Linked DNA regions of Mus musculus: regions 1, 2 and 3 are each linked to region 4. A link is a contact called in public promoter capture Hi-C data. All regions are on one chromosome and are shown on one strand. The core of a region is the stretch at or near the end of the contact, and the rest is flanking DNA. Distances in the headings are between cores, read along the strand shown.

Evidence for each region. Promoter capture Hi-C pulls out the DNA fragments that hold promoters and counts their contacts.
Region 1: a contact with region 4 is called in a promoter capture Hi-C map of liver, with 2.9 times the contacts expected there. The contact joins the enhancer-like site here to the promoter of Pck1 in region 4. A contact is called at or near these places in 7 of 39 promoter capture datasets (the 3T3-L1 cell line, hippocampal neurons, liver and 2 more) and 1 of 9 other capture datasets (embryonic stem cells).
Region 2: a promoter capture Hi-C map of liver shows a contact between it and region 4, with 2.6 times the contacts expected there. The contact joins the enhancer-like site here to the promoter of Pck1 in region 4. A contact is called at or near these places in 7 of 39 promoter capture datasets (the 3T3-L1 cell line, 3T3-L1-derived adipocytes, cranial neural crest and 3 more).
Region 3: a contact with region 4 is called in a promoter capture Hi-C map of embryonic stem cells, with 2.6 times the contacts expected there. The contact joins the promoter of Nelfcd here to the promoter of Pck1 in region 4. A contact is called at or near these places in 3 of 39 promoter capture datasets (embryonic stem cells, liver and pre-B cells), 1 of 484 Hi-C or Micro-C datasets (B cells) and 1 of 9 other capture datasets (embryonic stem cells).

The regions. Positions count from the first base shown.
Region 1 is chr2:174,497,759-174,501,074 of GRCm38.p6, reverse strand. No RefSeq gene overlaps it. Among named protein-coding and RNA genes, the nearest start is that of Gm52540, 21 kb to the right of the region's middle. Within about 2 kb of position 1,809, at least 2 of the 459 cell types and tissues checked have an H3K27ac peak or open chromatin away from gene starts, as enhancers often do. A contact at or near this core is called in liver, where this site is marked.
Region 2 is chr2:174,515,968-174,519,027 of GRCm38.p6, reverse strand. No RefSeq gene overlaps it. Among named protein-coding and RNA genes, the nearest start is that of Gm52540, 39 kb to the right of the region's middle. Within about 2 kb of position 1,772, at least 34 of the 459 cell types and tissues checked have an H3K27ac peak or open chromatin away from gene starts, as enhancers often do. A contact at or near this core is called in liver, where this site is marked.
Region 3 is chr2:174,413,963-174,417,447 of GRCm38.p6, reverse strand. Nelfcd (negative elongation factor complex member C/D, Th1l) reads right to left here and starts at 1,644. Exons shown (of 15, transcript NM_020580.3): 1 at 1,492-1,644. The coding sequence starts at 1,578.
Region 4 is chr2:173,151,330-173,154,853 of GRCm38.p6, reverse strand. Pck1 (phosphoenolpyruvate carboxykinase 1, cytosolic) reads right to left here and starts at 1,781. Exons shown (of 10, transcript NM_011044.3): 1 at 1,683-1,781; 2 at 1,242-1,506; 3 at 738-919; 4 at 1-153. The coding sequence starts at 1,465.

The DNA of each region.
Region 1 (3,316 bases), core at 560-3,059, 1.3 Mb before region 4:
CCAAGTGTCACTTCAGCCCCTCAGCTGAGCCCTGTGAGGGAGGTACCGCAACCTCAGCTTTACACAAGAGGGTGCTACGCAGGGTTGAAAGCGCTCTCCCTAACATATCAGAATTAGAATGTCCCACTCCAAGCTCCGTGCTCCCTGCAGGGACCCCTTTTCTCCTCAGACATAGGATTATGACGCAGGAAGCAGAAATGTCTTGCGATCCTGTTTTCATAGTGCCGTATTTTATTACTTTTTGTAGGAAGGAAGGGTTTGTTGGCTCATAGTTTTAGGGTTCCATTGTGTGGAACTCATGGTGGCCGGAGTGTGAGGCAGTTTCCCCACATGCATCCACAGTCAGGAAACACAGAGAGATGAATGCTGGTGCCAGCTGGTTTTCTTATTTGTTTTTTCCTTTTTATTTAGCTGGGACCAAAGGCCACGGAAAGGTGAGGTGCTACCCATAAGCAGGATGGATCTTCTCTCCTCAGTAAAATCCTCTGGGAACACTCATAGATGTGTGCCTTTTATTTCCGTTCAGAAGAGCATTAGCCATCCGAGGCATGTGTCAGGGTAGCCGTAGACTATTAACAGCAGTCTTTTCTTTCATGTTTTGAGACAGAGTACCATATAACCCAGGCTGGCCTCCAACCTATGTAACCAGGGATAACTTTGAATTTCTGATTTTCCTGCCTCCACTTCCTGAAGGCTAGGCTGATAGGTTTGTGCCACTACATCTGATTTATATAGTCCTAGTGATGAATGCCAGCCTTCGTACACGTTAGGCAAGCACTGAGCTTTATGTTCAGTGAAATCAGCCGATTGACTCCCAGGACCCATTGATAGATTTGGCAGCTCGGGGTGTGAGTGGGGTAGGGAGGTGCCTCACTATATAGGCCTGGCTGGCTTGCAACTCTTTTCATAGACTAGGTTAGCTCAAAGCTCTGCCGCAGAGAATTTCCTGCCTCTGCTTCTCAGAATTGCCAGGATTAAAGGCGTGAACCACCAAGCCTAGCCCTGGTAGGTATCTTTTCAAGTGTTTTGTACCTGTCAATAGTTTCTGCCCAGTGTCCAGTGCTTACGATTACTGGCCTTGCATACCTGCTATGTATTGAGAAGGTTCCCTGAAATGCCAGCCCTTTGCGATATCAGAGTTCTTTAAGGTTGTCATTTTATAAAAATGGCAGACATGGAGGTAGCTTATCCAATAGTCACTTGCCACCAAGCTTAGCAGATTGAGTTTAGTCACCAAGACCAACACAATGGAAGGAGAAAACAGACTTTTGCAAGCTACTGTCTGGCTTCCACCCACATGCCCACCCACGTGCACGATAAATAAATAATCTTAAACTACATATAAAACACAGACCTGTAATCCTGGCACTGAAGAGGCTGAGGCAGGAGGGTAGCAAGTTTGAGGCCAGTCTGAGGAGTATACTAGCTTCATTGACAGCCAGAGTTACAGAGACCTAGTATTTTTTTAAATGTTGAGCAATTCTAATGATCAATAGGTTTGCTTTAGTCTTCTTACTGGAATACTATTTGGCAATAAAAGACGAAGTGAATCCTGCCATTTGCAAGCACATAGCTATAAGCGGAGAGCGTTAGGTTCAGTGAAACCAGCCAGCCACAGAAGACAAACACCTGATGATCTCACTTGTGTAGGAATACTTTTTAAAAAGAAAAATAGTTCGTTGACGCTGAGAGTTGAATGGAAGATTTGTCAGTGGGTACTGAGTTACAATCAGATAGGGTCAGGAGGGCCAGACTTAGTCTCCTGGGTGCCTACAGACCAATGTTCCATTGGCTTCAGAATGCTAGAGAGGGTTTAGATTTCTTTCAGTGGCAACTTGGAGGATCTGGGTGCAGCTCAGCGGTGGAGTACACCTGCCTTGTAGTGTAAGGCTTGGGGTTTATTCCTCAGTAATGAGGAAAAGTAATAGCAGCAAACTCGTAAGGAAATAAAAACATTTAACACTATGCACTGCACATGTGTGGAAATGGTAAACATTAGCCTATTCATATAGATAATTTTATGTGATTGTAAATTTTATTCATGTGTGTGTGTGTGAGAGAGAGGGGAGGGAGAGAGGGAGAGGTAGGAAGAGGGAGGGAGAGGGAGGAAGAGGGAGAGGGAGAGGGAGAGGGAGAGGGAGAGGGAGAGGGAGAGGGAGAGGGAGAGATGCATAAAGGCATCCACGGAGGCCAGTCGAGGACATCAGATCTCTGGAAACTGAAGTTACAGATAACTGTGAGCTATCATGTGGGCGCTTGAAGCCCCACATCCCCTCGAAAAGCAGTGGGAACTCTTAACTCCCGAGGCATCTGTCAGGCCTAAAATCATGTTTTTATAATATTTCGTGTGTTTGTGTGTGTGTGTGTGTGTGTGAATCATGTTTCTATAATATTTCGTGTGTGTGTGTGTGTGTGTGTGTGTGTGTGTGTGTGTGTGGTGCACATGTGTGTGCACATGTAAATATATCAGCATGTACATATCAACACAAGAGTACAGGAATCCGTTCTCTTCTTCCACAAGGTGGGTCATAGCAATCAAATTCGAGTCTTCAGAATTGGTAGCAAGCAACTTTGCCTGCTGGAACATCTTGACCTCCTACAATCATTAATATATAAATTAGTTTGCAACCCCATAGGAGGAACAACAATATGAACCGACCAGTACCCCCAGAGCTCCCAGGGACTAAACCACCAACCAAAGAGTACATATGGAGGGACCCATGGTTCTAGCCACATATGTAGCAGAGGATGGCCTTGTTGGACATCAATGGAAGGAGAGGCCCTTGGTCCTCTGAAGGATTGATGCCCCAGTGTAGGGGAATGCCAGGACCAGGAAGCAGGAGTAGGTGTGTTAGTGAGCAGAGGAAGGGGTGATAGGGGGTTTCGGAGGAGAAACCAGGAAAGGATTTACATTTGAAATGTAAATAAAGAAAATATCTATTTTTTTTTAAAAAGTAAAATATTTAAAACAATGTCTATTTTCTTGCTTCCATCCTCTGTAGAACCAAGTTCTGCATCTCTGTGCCATGCCTCACACTGACCGAGGTCTGCATCTCTGTAACATGCTTCACACTGTCACTGTTTGGAGTTAAGCACTGGACAGACCCTGGGCCACAGCCACCTCCACTTTCTACTCTGCTGGGGCTGGTAGCCAGTCAGGCTCAGGGCACAGCATCTTGTGGGTGAGCAGGAGTTTGGGGCGGATGGATAGCAGCCTGGGGATGAGCAGCAGTTCGTAGGGTGAGCAGGAGCTCTCGGGGTGGGGTAAGGGGATGAGCAGCAGCTTGGGGAGGGGTGAGCAGCTCCTGACCTACCA
Region 2 (3,060 bases), core at 523-3,022, 1.4 Mb before region 4:
AAAGGATTATTTATCTACTCCCAAGAAATACATAATTGTCGGGTTTATCTGGAAGTATCCGAGTGGCTGACTCTCAGAAGACTGCATCCACAAGGATGCAAGTTTGTAGCCAGCTTCAGCTACTTAGGAAGGCTCTGTCTCAAAATAAAATATTTGGAAAAGGATAGGAATGTGTCCCAGCGGTGCATGGTTTCCCTACTGCTTGTCAAGACCCTGGGTTCAAACCTTAGCAGCACAAAAAAATAAAATAAGATTAATTTAACCTCTTGAAAACTACAAGAAAATGGGAAATAATTCAGGGGAGACGTCCAGCTCGATGCATCATTTAGACAAGCATCGTAGCAAGAATAGAAAAATCATGGCTGTCTGCTGACTTGGTTTAGGCAAACAAGGAGATTTTGAATTCCCACTTTTGGGTATGACCATACCTGGAGGCAAGATTTCCTCAGGGCAGAGCTCGTCTTGATCTTGAGATGTGCAGAGTGGAGACACCATCTAGAAATGATGTAACAACAAGACTGACATCATCAGTCTCAGCCAAAGGGGGCCTAGCTAATCTTAATCTGCTTAATCGCTAATTTCCTGTCTTATTTCCGAAACAGTCTCATCACTATTAAAGTAAAGAATACTCTCATCTTTGCAGGTTAGGGTTTTGTAGTGTTTGAGGATTCTAGTATTTTGTGTTGTGTTTTATGCAATTTTCCATTTGGTAGCATAATTGCTTAAGATGCTATCATTTCACATAAAGCCAAGATAGGTTTCAAGCTTTCTGAACAGCCAGAATGTGGACATGATGTTCCACAAGCTCCAAAGACAGAGCTGGCCCAGCCGCCACCTCTTCACAGCATGATCCAGTCAGCCCCAGCAAACCTTTCCTCCTGCAAGTTGCTCCTGACAGGTTTTCTCTCACAAAGAAACAAAATAACTAATGCAGGCTCCAAGAAAAAGATGCACTGAAAAATTGTTCACCACAGTGACGAGAGTCCAGTATGCTAACAGCAGATGCACAGGCAGGCAGGCAGGAGTCCCCGGGAGGGACCCAGCTGTACACTGGGGTCCACACTGTCTGTTCCTGCAGCCCTTACCCACTTTGAAGGACAGTATTTGAGCACTTTTGGTGGGTCTATGACTCGTTGGTTCCTGTTTCAGTTCATCAGATCTCCTTCCTGTTGTTGTCAATTTGTTTGTTAACTCTCAATTGGCAGGTATATACCTTAGCTTAAAGTTGAAATATAAAATTTCAGTTTGTAGCTGACTGTGTCTACTGATGGAGAATAAATTCGAAATTCAGATTTAGCAAAGATTTGGCACTGCTGCCTAAAACTAAGTTACCATGAAGCTCTAAGACTGGCTATTGGAGTTGACTTGTCTCCTGTGGACCACAGTTCAGTGAAGACAAGCTCAGGGGAAGTCCCTCGGAGGCCAGGGTCCCATCTGACATCACTACTGACCTGTGGAAATGGTACTCTGACTGAACAAAGCACACTCTATGGACAAGACATGCCTTGAGCGGCCACATTTCTCTAGACTGTCAGAAAACATGGCATTTTCTAGTCTAGGGTAGTGATCTGCTGAGACTTACATCCTTTGAGTCTTGGGAGAGTCAACCAGAGGCTGGGGTGATAAGTCAGTTAGAAACTTGCCTCCCACATAAGCAGGAGAACCTCAGCTCCACCCACAAACCCACATAGCAAAGCCAGGCCTGCTGGTAGGAACTCAGTTGCTGACTTTGCAGTGTCAGTGCTGAGGAGGCCTTTGGAGCTTGCTCAGGAGCCAGCCTAACTCAATCCAGGCCAATGACCTAGACGTTGTTTCAAAAAGCAAACAAGCAGCTGGGGGCAGGCAAGGGGCGTGGTGGAGAAGAGCTTTGCCTGAGAAGCAACACTGGAGGCTGCCTTTCACATTCCCGGACACACAAGAATAAATGAAGGATTTGTGCCCTGACTTCCGAATCTTACTCAGAAGTTCCTAGGAACACCCAGTGAACCTCACTGTCCCACCCCACTGCTTCTCCTAGAAGCCCTGGCTCCAGGTTCCAGATTTCGTTTTAAAATAAATAAATGGGGCTGTTGTGGTGGCCCATACCTGCCGCCTCAGCAGTAGAGAGGCTGAGGCAGGAGGATAACAACCATGAGCTACCCACAGTAAAGCTCTTTAGGAAGGATAATGACATTCAACAGCAGCAGACCATCCAAACAGAGGCTATATGGGTACCACTCTTTATGCATTCACAGTGACTCTGGAATATTCATTAATCATCTGCCCTTACTTGGGGCTTAAAGAGCAACAGGACACGCTGAGACTGCCTTTGACATTTAACATCGCTAGGGAAATCAGACATCTAATTAAGGAGAAGCAGGGCGACGCACGCTGTTTCCCTCCACTTGTGACACACACAACTTTGCTCTAGCTCAGTGGAGGTGTTCTGTGTGGAAGCTTTGTGCGGATGTTCAAGTTGTGTGCTGCACCCCACCTAAAGGAGTGACATTCACATTATAAACTAACTTACAGAACACACAAACAGCAAGAAGATTTGAGACCTCCCAGAGGAGTTCTGGGTACCCCATGCCTGTGCATACAGCCATGCAAATAAGCTCAGGACCACATATTTTATGCACACATTCTGAGACACACAGTGGTCTTTTCGTCATCACTGCCTTGAGTCCACATCCTCACCAGACTCTAAACCCAACTTCATCCCCCAACTTCAGGAGAAGGGAAGCTAGGGGGTTAGCAGAGGCACAGACATTCTCTGCTTCTGTGGATGCCAGTCCATCAGTCCATCCTCCTGAGAAAGTCTTACTGCTCAACCCAGGTGAGATCCCTCCTCCCTTTACATCCTCAGCAGGCAGACAACCTAGGTAAGAATACCACTGTGCTCAGTGCCTCTCTCTCTCTCTCTCTCTCTCTCTCTCTCTCTCTCTCTCTCTCTCTCTCTCTCTCTCTCTGCCATTCAGTCTTGCCAGGGCTTTTAGGATAAAGACTCTGCCTTTCCTACTGGAAGAAGAAGCCCACAAAGCCACAGGTCATCTTTCACAATGTTCAGTAATCTCATGGCAC
Region 3 (3,485 bases), core at 395-2,894, 1.3 Mb before region 4:
CCCTTTTTGAAGGTCTCTCGGTAACACGGACGGTTCAGCTGGCTGGCCAGGGGGCTCCAGGGATCCCCCGGTGCTGGATTACAGACAAGAGCTTTTTATGTGGATGATAGTTTCTGAACTCAGGACCTAGTGCTCCTGTGGCAAGCACAGTACTCGCTAAGCCATCCCCGACTCTTACTGAATCTGAACCACCTCAGTTACTGAGCCACTTAAGTGACACAAAGGACATCACTCTGAGTCTTCTTTCCTTCCTTATGCCCTGGGCAGGTGGCTGAGTCTTTCTGCCTTATTTTACTTATGAATAACACTCAATTCAAACTCTAGAACAGTGGTTCTCAGCCTTCCTAATGCTGCAACCCTTCAACACAGTTCCTCATGCTGTGGTGAACTCCACCTGTAAAATTACTTTTGTTGTTACTTCATAACTGTCATCTGCTACTGTTAGGAATCACAATGTGAATATGCAAGATATCTGATATGACCCCCACAGGGTCACAGCCCACAGGTTGAGAACTGCTGCTCTAGCGCCTAGCCTGCGATACCACACAAAAGCACTTAGCCCAACATCCAAATTAGCTAAATCCAACTCTATATATCCACCTCCGAGTTCCCAAGTGATGTAGTATGCTCTAGCATACAAACAGATGCCCAGGGTCTTATGTCCTACTGGTCAGCAGCTAGCTCTATAGGACCCCTGGAAGCTGCAACTGATGACTGACAGCTCCTGGTCCAGCAACCAACCAACCAACCACGGAGGGCTTCCCTCACTCGGTTCCAGAAACCCCTCACCTTTCCTCCATCACCCTCACTGCACCACTGACCACTCCACTGGTATACCTCACTGCATCCCATATTCATTCAAAGCTCATCTCACTTCCTGTAGAAAAGCCAAATTCCAGGGCCCCTACTCACTGTCCAGAAGGATATGGGAGGCTTAAGTCAGTCATACAGCTGGGTGGACTTCTGATTTCCTAACCCTGGTGTTTGGGGGGACACTGAACGATACCCGTTCCCCATCTCTCACCCAAATCTTGGACAGTCGGGGCTACGAGATCTTTCCTGTCCTGTACTCTAAGGATGAATGAAATCACCCAAAAGTGGAAAAAAAAGTTTGGTCTGTCCAGCACCGGAGAGTGTTTTCCCAACCCCAGAATGCTGCTGGAGTTTGGAGTTAGTTTGTTCACTGTATCACTGTGGTCCACTTCTCCCTTAGAGTCTGTCCTGCCCCCTCGGGCACCATGGCTTCTGCTTCGCAGAGATCAGCCCCAGGTGTCACTGGGAATCGGAATGCATGGGAAACTGAGGTCCCTAACGGGGCAGGACCGGCCCGAAGCCCTGAGTGCAGTTCCTGGACCCGCTTTGCTAGGGTCCGGGGTCGGAGGTCAGGGAGTCAAGGGTCACGGGTCCCCGTACCCGGGTCTGGCCGGAGCAGGAGCCGCGAGGACAGGACACAAACCCGGCTTCCTGGCGGAACGCCTACGGCCCTCTCACCTGGCCGCCGTCTGCCTCTTCGCCCCACTCTGAGGCATTCCCGAAGTAGTCTTCTCCCATAATTGTACCCGGCGCCGGACCCGCCATATCTGCCGCGTCTCCTCACTGCGCGTGCGCCGGACACAACAAATGGAAGAGCGCGTGCGCGGTTCTGGGCCTCAGGCAAGGCTAGAGAGGCGGAGTTGGAAAGGGGCGTGGTTACAGAGGAGGCGTGGCCTAGTCTTTGGCCTGCTGGGCGGGGAAACACCTTGTAGGATCTCTCATGAGCAAGATGGCTTGAGTCACAGCTTTATGTCTGCCCAGAACACTTCCAAGTTACCTTTTCTCCTTTTTAAGACAGGGTCTCGCCGGGCGCGGTGGCGCACGCCTTTAATCCCAGCACTCGGGAGGCAGAGGCAGGCGAATTTCTGAGTTCGAGGCCAGCCTGGTCTACAAAGTGAGTTCCAGGACAGCCAGAGCTATACAGAGAAACCCTGTCTCAAAAAAAAAAAAAAAAAAAAAAAAGACAGGGTCTCACTCGGAAGTGCAAGCATGCTTCCAGTTGCTATAAAAACCTCGAACCTTCAGTGAGCTTAAGCTTTGCCTGGACAGTGCAGCTGCCAACCGAGCAGGTATCACAGAAATGTTCGGATTTCTTTTACTATGGGCAAAAAGTACTCGGTGCATTGCAGAGCGAGATATAAAACATATTTCCAGTGGAGGAGGCCCTACAGCCTACAAAAGCCATGACTGGGCTCTGGAAAAGTGGACCCACTGAACACCTAGACTGAAGATACCTGGAGAGGCCTCCTGGCAGGTGGCCCCAAATCATCGATCGGGGAGGTTAACACCATGGGCTCTGGATGCAGACAGTGAGGAGAGGCTAGAGAAAAGAGCCAGCCATGTAGTACAGTCCTCAGGCACTGTCTGCAGAGCTGTTGGAATGCTATTTTACTTCTTCCTTCCTTCCATCATTTGACAAGTGTTTGTTGAATAACTCCTAAGTGCCTGGATCATTGATAACACCTGGAGTACAGTGACGTACTCAGGGACGAGATCCTTGCCACTTTGCCACCCATGATCCGAGGGAGCTAGCCTGCAAACAAAGGGGAGAAATGATAATACTGGATAACCAAAGTAAATAGTCTGTAATGATAGAAGAGACTTTCCCAAGATGCTCAGGGTGGCTCTTTCCATTCCAAATAACCTGGTGAAGAAAGTCCCCCACCAGAGCTTGTGGCACCCTGCATTGTAGTTGATGCCAGAGCCACCCAAGGTGACAACCACTTGCAAGGCTTTAGTCCGATGGCACATTGAAGCACTAGACACAGAGTTAGCAGGTAGTCAGCAGGAATTAGTTATTATAAAAGTTCATCTGGATTTTTGTTTAAGGAAAGTGATGGAACAGATATATCTGGAATGTCTAGCTATTTGCTACACCCAAAGAGGACTTATGGAGAGGAGGGAGGAAACCAGAGTTGCAGGGAGTGAGGAGGAAGGTGGAAAGGCAAGGAATGGTCTGGTAAGAGGCTACTTAGACTTCCAGTCTGTACACTCACAGATAGCCCAGCAGGAGGTAGGTTTCTGCCTGGGGACAAAGATGTGTTCAGGCTGAGGCCATTGGAGGCAACCCTGAAAGGCTTCTTTGCAGATGGTGGAAGGACCACTTTCCATCTCTCTGCTTGGTGGGTCTAGATCCAGCTCACATGATGAAGGAGCTTTAAGTTCAGGAGTGCCCTGCTATGGATTTGTTTCAGGCTCATTTTTATTTGTTTTCTGAAAATGTTGGGAATAATGAATGTCTGTTAAATTCCAACTATGGCTCTTAGATACTGTCTGAGTGGAAAGCAGGCAGATTCATTTATGAATAATTAATTGCACGTACAGAAGCAGGGATTGTCTAACTCACCTCTCCCTTAACCAATAAATGGCTAATTATGACAGTGGTTAACAAGCCTAGCAGCATTGCATCCAGCCTATGTCACTGTTGCTAGAATAACTGATCGCTAGCCTCC
Region 4 (3,524 bases), core at 532-3,031:
CATCTCCCAGGGCCTCCAGCACAGATATGCCCATCCGAGTCATGATCCGCATGCTGGCCACCACATAGGGCGAGTCTGTCAGTTCAATACCAATCTTGGCCAGCGGCGAGCCCAGTGGCCCCATGCTGAATGGGATGACATACATGGTGCGGCCTGCAGAGGCGGGTGGGCAGAAATAGGTAAGAAGTCACGGAGGCCCACTGAGCATCCTCGGCTCCTCCTCCTAATGGTACCCACAGCCGTGTCTTCCACATCATGCCTTTTGGCCACGAACCTCTGGTCTAGGAGGCCGTCGGAAACTGCAAAGTGCTGAAATTAAACTTTTCATAACCCTCCTGTTTGGCAGCTTAACATCCACATGGGTGGGAAGCATTTTATGTATTTTCTATTTTGTCTATTAAGGATTGAACCCAGGGCCTTGGAAATTCTAGGCAAACACTCTACCACGGAACCATAGCTACAGCTACCTTTTGAGTTTTTCTTTTGAGACCAAGTGTAAATTGCTCAGGCTGGCAGAAACTTGGAATGCTCCTGCCTCGGCTTCCGTGTCTGGGCTGACAGGCCTGAGCCACCAGGACTTGCAGAGAACATTTTAATATTCCTGTGTGTCACCACCCATGAAACAGAACCAGACAGTGCACTTCACACGTGGGCCACGCTTTGCAGCTCAGGTCGCCATTAGGAACATGAACTATGTACACAGCACACTGTCAGGCCTGGGGTCTGGTCTCACCCACCTTTCATGCACCCTGGGAACCTGGCGTTGAATGCTTTCTCAAAGTCCTCTTCCGACATCCAGCGGCCCAGCTGGCTGAGGCCAGTTTTGGGGATGGGCACTGTGTCTCTCTGCTCTTGGGTGATGATGACTGTCTTGCTTTCGATCCTGGCCACATCTCGAGGGTCAGTGAGAGCCAGCCAACTGAAAAAGTCACAGGGACTCCTTCAGCAAGGTATCCTCGGGGATGTACCTCTCTTGCCCACGCCAGGTCCTTCCAAGCCTTGCGGGAAACAAGGACAACAGGAGCTTGACCAGGTGGACATTAGCTAGACTGTGACCTGGCCCTGGGGAAAGGAGTTGCTTTGTATAGTTATCCAGAATCTAGTGGCTGGCTATGCTAACCTCACAGGGCATCTCTTAAGCTTCTCAGGTGTTTGCTACGGCAAGGTCTTCATTCTCCAAACGCTAAGAAGATAGAGTTAGGGAGGCTGTGGGCCAGAGAGTTAGGGCTGAGGGGACTCACCAGTTGTCATATTTCTTCAGCTTGCGGATGACACCCTCCTCCTGCATGTGGGCCAGCAACTGCCCGTACTCCTCCTCGGAGCCATCGCAGATGTGGATATACTCCGGCTGGCACAGCTGAGCATTGCCTTCCACGAACTTCCTCACTGCCTGGGGCAGGCTGTCGAGGCTGCCCTGGATGACCTTGGCAGAGAAGTCCAGACCGTTATGCAGCTGAGGAGGCATAATTGCAATGGTGTGGAGAGAGGCAGGAACTCTGGTGCCACCTGAAACAGAAAAAGGGACTCATGAACACCATGGAGCACCCATGGGCCCCTTCTCGGTCCTTCCGTAGACTTTGCATGGGTTGCAAGTGGCTAGGGAGCCATGGCTGTCAGGGTAAAGAACATGAGTGGGCCCCTCATTGTATTTTTGGAGAGGTGAATGAAATGACCCTGCCTACCTTTCTTCCTTTTGGAAGGTCTGGATCAGAGATCGCTGAGCGCCTTGCCGGATTTCCCCTGTTGACCGAGGGTGTGTTCCCAGAGGGAAGGCCAACTGTGCTTGGTAGCCCGCCCTCCTTGCTTTAAATACTATATAGAAGGGAGGACAGCCCTGCCCCTCAGCTGGACCCGGAGGCTCGCCTCTGACGTAAGGGGCAGGCCTTTGGATCATAGCCATGGTCAGCACGGTTTGGAACTGACTTAACACAATAAACTCCAGGGAGATAATGATTGAACTTGTGGTTGTTAATGAATGTTGGGAGGCCTCAGGCCCCTCTATCAGCCATAGTGAGTCCTTACACAACATTTGATTGACTAAACTTTGACCCTGCCTGTTGCTGATGCAAACTGCAGGCTCTTGCCTTAATTGTCAGGTGGGGGTCAAGGGCAGGCCTAGCCGAGACGCCTCTTGGACTTCATATGTTGCTGGCTGCACATTTTGTGTGCCGGTGGCTGCTGGTTGTCAAAACACCACAGCTGTGAGGTGTCACTCCCACGGCCAAAGGTCATGAGAAGGAAATTCAGCTCTGAGCCATGAGACTTCTAGATAATGTCTGTACCTGCTGAGTTAGCTGGGGTGTGTTACCTCACTAGGTGTGTGGTGGATTCTCTGGCCATCCCAAGATGAACACTGCAGAGATTAGGAGTGGCTGTAAGCTTTGTTCTGACAGGACAATACCTGACTCACAGTAATCACTCATACGTACATACTGACCCCTGCTCTAAATGTTTTCTGTCATATCATTCATTACTACCTCTTGAAATGGAACTCTGATGATCCCGGGTACAGACCAGGAAACTGAGGCAGAAAGGTCACTAAACAGGTCCCAGCCGGCTGGCGAGAGCCAGAAGAGTATGCATCAGGCAGGCTGGGCTACAGAGGACTGTGGGGTCCCTTGGGAGGACTGCTGTCTGTTGTAGACCCTTCAGTGTCTTCTTCAAGAAGTTCTGCGTTAGACACCATCACCCTTGGAGCTGCCTGGAATCGTCTTGAATGCCCAAGTGTCTGGAGAAAGGAGGGGAGGGGGCTTGGCCGTGCTGCTGGGTGGCACTTGAGCAACAAGACCTTTACCACAGTTGTAAAGACTTCTCTGCGAGCCACAGACCTTCATGCCAATTGAGCGAGCTGAGAGCTTGCTTGTCGGAGTTCAGAAGTGAGTGAGAAGTCAATGGGAGAGAGCCCATGGGCAGGCCCGGCTCCCACAGCTGGCCTCAGAGTAAGGGGCAGAGACATGGCCCACTTCCCTGTAGGCAGGAGGATGGTGACAGGCAACTTTGTGACTCTGCTTACTAAGACTTGTGTCAGATTTGAGGCACTGTGAGAGCCATCCCAAACAGAGTGCTTTTGGCCTGAACTATGGGGGCTTGACTCACTCTGCAAAGCTGTGTGAAGAGCTACTGCCTCCTGCACCCCAACTGCCAGCATTCTGGGGGTCCGTCCACTGGACCTTCCGTGTCGGTACAGAAGAAGTGGCTTCCTCTTCAGGTCACTGAGACTGCTCATGAAGGGTGGCCTCACCCTATGTAAACTATAGGCTGTCAACCCAGCCAGAGTGTCCTGCTCAGTGTCTCCATATCAGGCACGGGCTAAACCAGCCTTTCCAGTGCACACTTCCTCTGAGAGTCTTGGCCAGTCTCCACTCCACTGCTAAAACTGCCGTTTGTTTCAACTTAACCCTGGAAGGTTAAGTTGGGAAAAAAAAAGGAGAGACTATTAATTCAGCTGGAGTTTTAATCACTCTACATACATCCAAGGTACCTCTGCTGTGGGCCTCCTGGGAGGGATATAGTAGCCCAATGAT